Regions from separate parts of the Mus musculus genome. Here region 2 is linked to region 1. The links are chromatin contacts, called in public Hi-C maps. All regions are on one chromosome and are shown on one strand. Each heading gives the region's core, a stretch centred on a gene start, on an enhancer-like site or on the middle of the called end of the contact. The rest is flanking DNA. Distances are from core to core; before and after follow the strand shown. Region 1 overlaps Adcy2 (adenylate cyclase 2). Region 2 overlaps Adcy2 (adenylate cyclase 2).

Evidence for each region. A called contact is a pair of places that touch in the nucleus more often than the background predicts.
Region 2: a Hi-C map of ventral hippocampal neurons shows a contact between it and region 1, with 1.4 times the contacts expected there. The contact joins two enhancer-like sites. A contact is called at or near these places in 2 of 484 Hi-C or Micro-C datasets (embryonic stem cells and ventral hippocampal neurons).

What each region holds. Positions count from the first base shown.
Region 1 is chr13:68,621,375-68,624,718 of GRCm38.p6, forward strand. The region is part of intron 24 of Adcy2 (adenylate cyclase 2); the gene reads right to left. Among named protein-coding and RNA genes, the nearest start is that of Gm34903, 19 kb to the left of the region's middle. Within about 2 kb of position 1,742, at least 14 of the 459 cell types and tissues checked have an H3K27ac peak or open chromatin away from gene starts, as enhancers often do. A contact at or near this core is called in ventral hippocampal neurons, where this site is marked.
Region 2 is chr13:68,814,261-68,817,604 of GRCm38.p6, forward strand. The region is part of intron 3 of Adcy2 (adenylate cyclase 2); the gene reads right to left. Among named protein-coding and RNA genes, the nearest start is that of Adcy2, 180 kb to the right of the region's middle. Within about 2 kb of position 1,636, at least 14 of the 459 cell types and tissues checked have an H3K27ac peak or open chromatin away from gene starts, as enhancers often do. A contact at or near this core is called in ventral hippocampal neurons, where this site is marked.

The sequences.
Region 1 (3,344 bases), core at 492-2,991:
TTGCTGAGAGGAGCCTGATATAGCTGTCTCCTGAGAGGCTCTGCCAGAGCCTGACAAATACAGAGGTGGATGCTCACAGCCAACCATTGGACTGAGCAGAGGGTCCCCAATGGAGGAGTAAGAGAAAGGACTGAAGGAGCTGAAAGGGTTTGCAACCCATAGGAAGAACAACAATGTCAACCAAGAACCCCCAGAGCTCCCAGGGACTAAACCACTAACCAAAGAGTACACATGGAGGGATCCATGGCTCCAGATACATATGTAGCAGAGGATGGCTTTGTCGGACATCAATGGGAAGAGAGACCCTTAGTCCTGTGAAGACTTGATGCCCCAGTGTAGGGGAATTCCAGGGCGGGAAGATGGGAGTGGGTGTGTGGGTGGGGAGGCACCCTCATAAAAGCAGGGGAGGGGGTATGTGATGGGGATTTCCGGAGGGGAAACTGGAAAAGGGGATAACATTTCAAATGTAAATAAATAAAATATCCAATAAAAAAATAGAAAAATCCCATTCCTGGGAAATTAATAGAAAAAGATGTACCAGAGAATATTAGCATCAATAATGCTTAATTTACTGCTGGTATAAAAAAAAAAACCCTGAAAAGAGCAAAAATTGCCAAGTAATGTTCAAGGTTAAAACACCCATGGCTTATGGGGAAGGGATAACTAACATTAAATACCTTGGAAAACCTTACGGAGACACACTACTGTAGAAACTTCCTAAAGTGTATACATGTTTTGGAGTTTAAATGAGTTATCCTATAATGTGGGGGTCAGGGTGGGGTGGCGGCAATACCTCTCTCGGACACCATAGGCTATCAAGTAAAAGCCTGTGTCAGGTATGGTTACCTCTTTTTGAGTTGGTGGCCAGTTGGGTCCTGGAGAAAAACATTACAGGCTACTGCCACTGCTCTTGGTTACCTCACAGAACCCGATGGTGACATCCTGTTATTGAAAACACCATATACTTGAGTCACAGGGCATGGGGGAATATTTGGTACAGACCTGGAAGCTTCATCCCTTCTGATTAGGGTTCATCATATTGGAAGATTCTAGGCCTGATACTAGTGGAGGAAAACAGCCAACAATCGTACTTCCTGATGAACCTGCAGGCAGCAATGACTGGCCTAGCAAGAGTCTCCTACAAGTACATAAACCACAAGACTGAATCCACACTAAACTGAGTCAAATACCTGTGGCTGGAAAGGTCACTAAACTGAGTCAAATACTTGTGGCTGGAAAGGTCATAGCCCAATGGGACACATTAATACCACCAGTCTGCTGAATGGATGTGGTATACATTGCTCCCTAAGCTCTTATGGGTCTACCTATGAGTTAATGGATCTCTCAATGTTAATCAGAAAAGCTTCTTTTTCACTCGGTGACAATTAACAGAGACTGGAAACTGGCCAGCATGCAGAGAATAGGAGATCGTGAACTGCTCAGCTCTATACAGTCTTTCTCTACCACACCTTTTGCCCCTGAGGCTGAGGGATCTTCACAGAAGAGTGGATGGAAAGATTGTGCTGGCCAGGGGCAGTGGCTAAGCAGAGTGAAAGCGTTCAATGGACACAAGAGGGCAGCTTCATACAAGAATGTGACTGTGCTGTGTCTGCATGTACAGTATCTGTGTAGGGAAGCCACACCGCGTTCAGAATGGAAGAGGAAACTAGGGTGTTCATCCCTAGCTAGCTGAGGAGCTGCTAGGGGGAGGAGAGCCAGTTTCCTGAGGGGAGCCGTATACCTGACCACCAGTAGATGGCCTTATACTCATGCACATACTAGCGGCATGAGGTGGACTCTGTGGGGTTTAAAAGAGAAGGGAATGTGAAGCTGGAAGAGAATGGTTTATGGAATTTTCAATCATAAAAAGATGGCATTTCTGTCACATTTGGAGCGAGAGCAGGCTGCATCCTAGGAGAAAGGAAGCCTACTCTGTGCTCACACCAGGTTCTGAGTCAGGACAGGCAGCAGCTTGCAAACCTTCTCGGTCTCCACAGAGATCTGTCCTAGTTCCTCCTCAGGCAGTCTGTGGAGGTGCTCCACCTGTCTGAGATGCTCCACCTGTCTGAGATGCTCCACCTGTCTGAGATGCTCCACCTGTCTGAGGTGCTCCACCTGTCTGAGGTGCTCCACCTGTCTGAGATGCTCCACCTGCCTGAGATGCTTCACCTGTCTGAGGTGCTCCACCTGCCTGAGATGCTCCCCCTGTCTGTGATGCTCCCCCTGTTTGAGATGCTCTGTCTGAGATGTACTGGATCACATGGAGTGTTAGTACAGAAGTCCTGAAGAGTCACACAGGAGACACTGACATGTTGCACAGTGACTGGTAACACATATACTTATGTACATAATTAAAAATAAAAATGAATTAAGAGACAGACTTTATACCCTTTGCTGTATGGTATTTCTTATTTCAAATATATGGATGGCCAACGGCCTCCCACATTCCCTTCTATGCCGTTCTATGTCATTCATTTTCTTCCAAAATCTACAAGAGACTGCCTTTGTCCTTTGTGGGCCACTGTTTGGCCATGTCCACACCTAGCTTCTTCCATCTATCCCCTTAGTGATTTCATACTACCTTTATTGCCTCTGTCCTGTGGGCACTGCCCATACTCACCAAAGACAAATATTCAAAAAGACAAATAAGAAAAGAAAAACTAAAAGGTACGGAGCAAAGCAGGCAGGCCAGCATCCTTGTGCTCTCTGCAAGTGGTTGCAAGCCTCTACTCAGAGAGCCTTCTGGGAAGGCAACACCCTATGGCCTCATCAAGGACTGACAATCTCTCCCACCTCCTTTTGGGTGGCTTCTGATGCCAGGTCTCCACACAAGGCTAGAGACGGAATTTAAAACAAATTCCTTTGCATATCACAATTTGAGTGACATTTATATTTCTAGCATTGCTTGGGAAAGAGAAAGTGCAGGTCCAAAGCTTCTACAGAACAAAGGTACTGTAACATCCCAACCCTCCAGTATAGCTGGTCTTAGCCAAGACAGGACCAAGGGCATTTCTAGCATATGGTCAAATACATGAACACACAGTTAAGCTCTCTGTCTCTAAGTGTCTACTTCATATCTGCCTACTGTCATCCCCCCAGTCTCTAATTGCCATAAGAGAGTTCAAGCAACGACTAGAGATAATTATTCCCGATGAATGGGATCACTGTGTGTGGCTGTTGGGGTACCCCCTCCAGTGGACCTTGAATATACAACAGATGTGACATTTCTCTAACAGCTAGGATAGGTAGAGAAGATATGCCTAGGTAGAGATACTTCCCACAGTGTTCAAAAGCAATCTTGTATAAACTTCCCTTTCTGGTCTGTGAACTCGCTTTTCATCATG
Region 2 (3,344 bases), core at 386-2,885, 190 kb after region 1:
TGAAGCTTCCCTGGATCATTTCCTGACAAGTGTCGGGGCACTAGGATTCGAATTTGGGTGTGCCACACAGGCACCTTGCACACAGAAAAGACAGGTGCATGCCTGGAATCCACTCCAGGAGGTTCAGTTAATTGATCTTTAACATAATTATCTCCATGGGACTATGCTGTGCAGGACCAATGGAGAAACGTAACGTCAGGTACAAAGCAGAGGAGTCAGCTTTAGCACTTTCAGAGCCGAGCAACAGTCCGTGTGGAGAGAAGAGCTGAGAAGTTTTCATCATGGATGGAATAATGGAGAATGCTAATGAGGACACACAGTGCTTCATTATCCAAACATGAAATGTGAGGCCTGGATGAATGCTTTAAGCAGAAGAAACGATATCCTTCCACTCACTTGGGGGAATGGGGTGTTCTGTATTGACTGTTGAGAGAAGAGAGCACCTGTGAAAAGGATTAGGCACCTCCAGGAAGGAGGGGAAAGGCAGAATGGGTTTGATAAGAGTGAGCCAAGGCCAGCTCTCTCATGTCACTATGCTGTGTAGGGGGCATTTCAGAGGACCATGGCAATGGGTAGACTCGGTGTCTAGGGAAGGAAGTCAGTAAACAGAGTATAACGCTAAGGCCTAGATTCCTGGGAGGACTTGTTTCCTTATGACCTACGAAAGGATGCTTTGAAATGTGCCCTCTCAGATGATGAGCTATATACTTCTGTGTACAGATAAATTGTGCCTCTAGGCACAGAGCCAATATACAATAGTTTTCTAAGGAAACAGAGACTATCACATTAAAACTGGATACTATGCCAGCCATCTGAAATTATCTATCACTCCTGTGTTCTTCTGTTGCAGCATCCCAGTGTTCTGAACTGGCTAGTCTGGGTGAGCAACTGTAATAAATTTAAAATCAGTAAGAAGGACCGTACTCCAGAGCCTGCAAGAATGTACCCAGAAAGAACCCAGCTTACAACCAGTGCTCCATGTATACGATCATGAGCCAAGTCCACATTTAAATATCAAATTGTCTTTCATAAATAATTTGTTTTCATAAACCAATTTTTGTACTAATAACAGAGATGAAATATTGTTTGTATAATTTTTCGTGTTTCTGCTCCATTTCCACTACCACATTCCATTGGTTGGAGACCCAAAGGAACATACTGAGAACATCGAGTGAGTCTCCCCTCCAAGGGAGGCACAGGCCAGTGTCTGTATCCCACCCAGGCCCTCAGCAAGAGGTTTCCTTCATGCTGCATCAAATCTGGCATCAAAACATCTGCTAGCATCCCCTCCAAAATAACGTGTCTCCCCATCTAATTAACAGCTCTCTCTCTAAGGTTGACCGCAGTCTTAGGATGACAGCAGTGGGGTTCTGTGCCCACAGCATTGCATTCCAGAAAGCTCACCCCTGTATTTAAATGGGGAGAAACTCCAGTTCCATGGCTTATCTACTTTAGAGTTAATGACTGCCTACTAAGCTAATAGCTATTTTCATTGCAGCAGATGAGACCCCGTGCACTAAGATCTAGAAACAGCTGGTCTGGTCTGTTAGTCAAGACTTTCCTACCCCTGTGTCTGTGGGTGCTTGCACTACCCCCAACACATACACACAAAGACAAGGCAGGGTAAAACACCATATGTCTGTCTCCTCAGGCTCTCCTGTGATTGGATGTGGCAAGAAGCCAGATGAGTGGTATGTGGGAGGAAGGGTTCTCTTGAAACTTAATTTACCGAGAAAGAACAGCAGGTGCAGTTCTTGGGATGCATCTAACTTCCTGCTCCCTCTGCTTGGTATTTTACCAGATGAAGTGGTTGGATCTGCAGTAGTCTCTCACAACTGTGTGGAAAGCGAGTAGACCCCTGGAGGAACCAACCCCAACATCACTAACACATTGGACCATGGGCAGGATCCATTCTTCTGAATGTTTTTATGCAAAGCAACTGATTCCCATTTGTTCAAGCTTCTGTATTTTGGCTTTCTCTTTCTCCCAGCCAAATTTAAGGCTGACTCATATTTGGGAAGCCCAGGTGACTCAGCAAACAGCCTTGCCTGTGTCATAGCGGGAGCTCCATGCAGCTTTTCTGAGAGTGTTTGTAAATTAAATGAACAAGTTGAGACCACATATAAAAGCAATGTATATGGTGTACCTTAAATAGTCTGGCAAACCAATAAGAAAAGAAATTCAGAACAATAAAAAAAGTCACCCTTCATCTAGAGGCAGAAATACCAAGATAGATTTATATGGTAGATGTCTACCATTGTATCATAAGACCAACTAAAAGGGACCTTATGAAGGTAGTTATAGAGAGAAGCACAAAAGGGACACTGTGAATTGGCTCAGTGCCCGAAGGGCTGAAGGATGAGAAATAAAGGCGATGAAATGAAGAAGACATTCAAGAAATGACCACTTGGTACACTCTAAAAATATATCCAAAGGTGGCCGTGGATACACCACGTTCACTACTTGGCTACTATGTGGGAGGTGCTGGCTTCAACTCCATCAGAGTCCAAACCAGACCAAATGAAACCAAAGAGCTAGACAATCAAAAAAAAATACACCCCTCCTTCAAGGAGCATTTTATATAATTATGGGTTGCAAGCTCCGATGGGGGATCTGGATTGAGTTCAGTGTGGGTGTACCCGCCTGGTACCTGATGTGCATCTTCTCTATTTACCAGTATTTATTTTAACTTTATGAGACTGTTCTATAATCACACTGTTTCTCTCTTCCCTTTTCTCTCTTCAAACCCTCCAATACACCCCTCCTTGTTCTCTTTCCAATTCATGACCTATTTTTTCCCATGAATTATTGTTACATACATATATGTATATGCATATATGCCCCTAAATACATAAATACAACCTGCCCCGTCTGTATAATGCTATATGTATATATGTTTTCAGGACTGGACCATTTGGTACTGGATAACCAATCCTTGTGCTCTTCTCTGGGGAAGACTATTTGTCCTGTGCTCAGAATATCTTAAGATAGTGAAGACCAAAGGGTTGTGGACTTTGATGTAAGATTGTGTCTACTAGGAATGTTGGAAGCACCCTATCATTGCCTGTTGCTACTCAGTGGTGACTCTTCCACCCACTGGAAGCCCATGACAGTGACTATGGCACAAAAGGTGTGATAAAACTTAAGAGTTTAATATTATATTATCACGGATGAGAGTCTCCTCAAGCCACATGAGGAGAGATGACAGAGAGGAAAACCCAAGTTGAGATGAGGTCTAGACTACTGTGAGGCATCCATGAGCTAAGGAGTACAAGAAGTTACTAGAACCCACAGAAGGTAAAATAAGGGCCTATGCTTCGGTCTCTGGAGGAAAGGTCTCACTA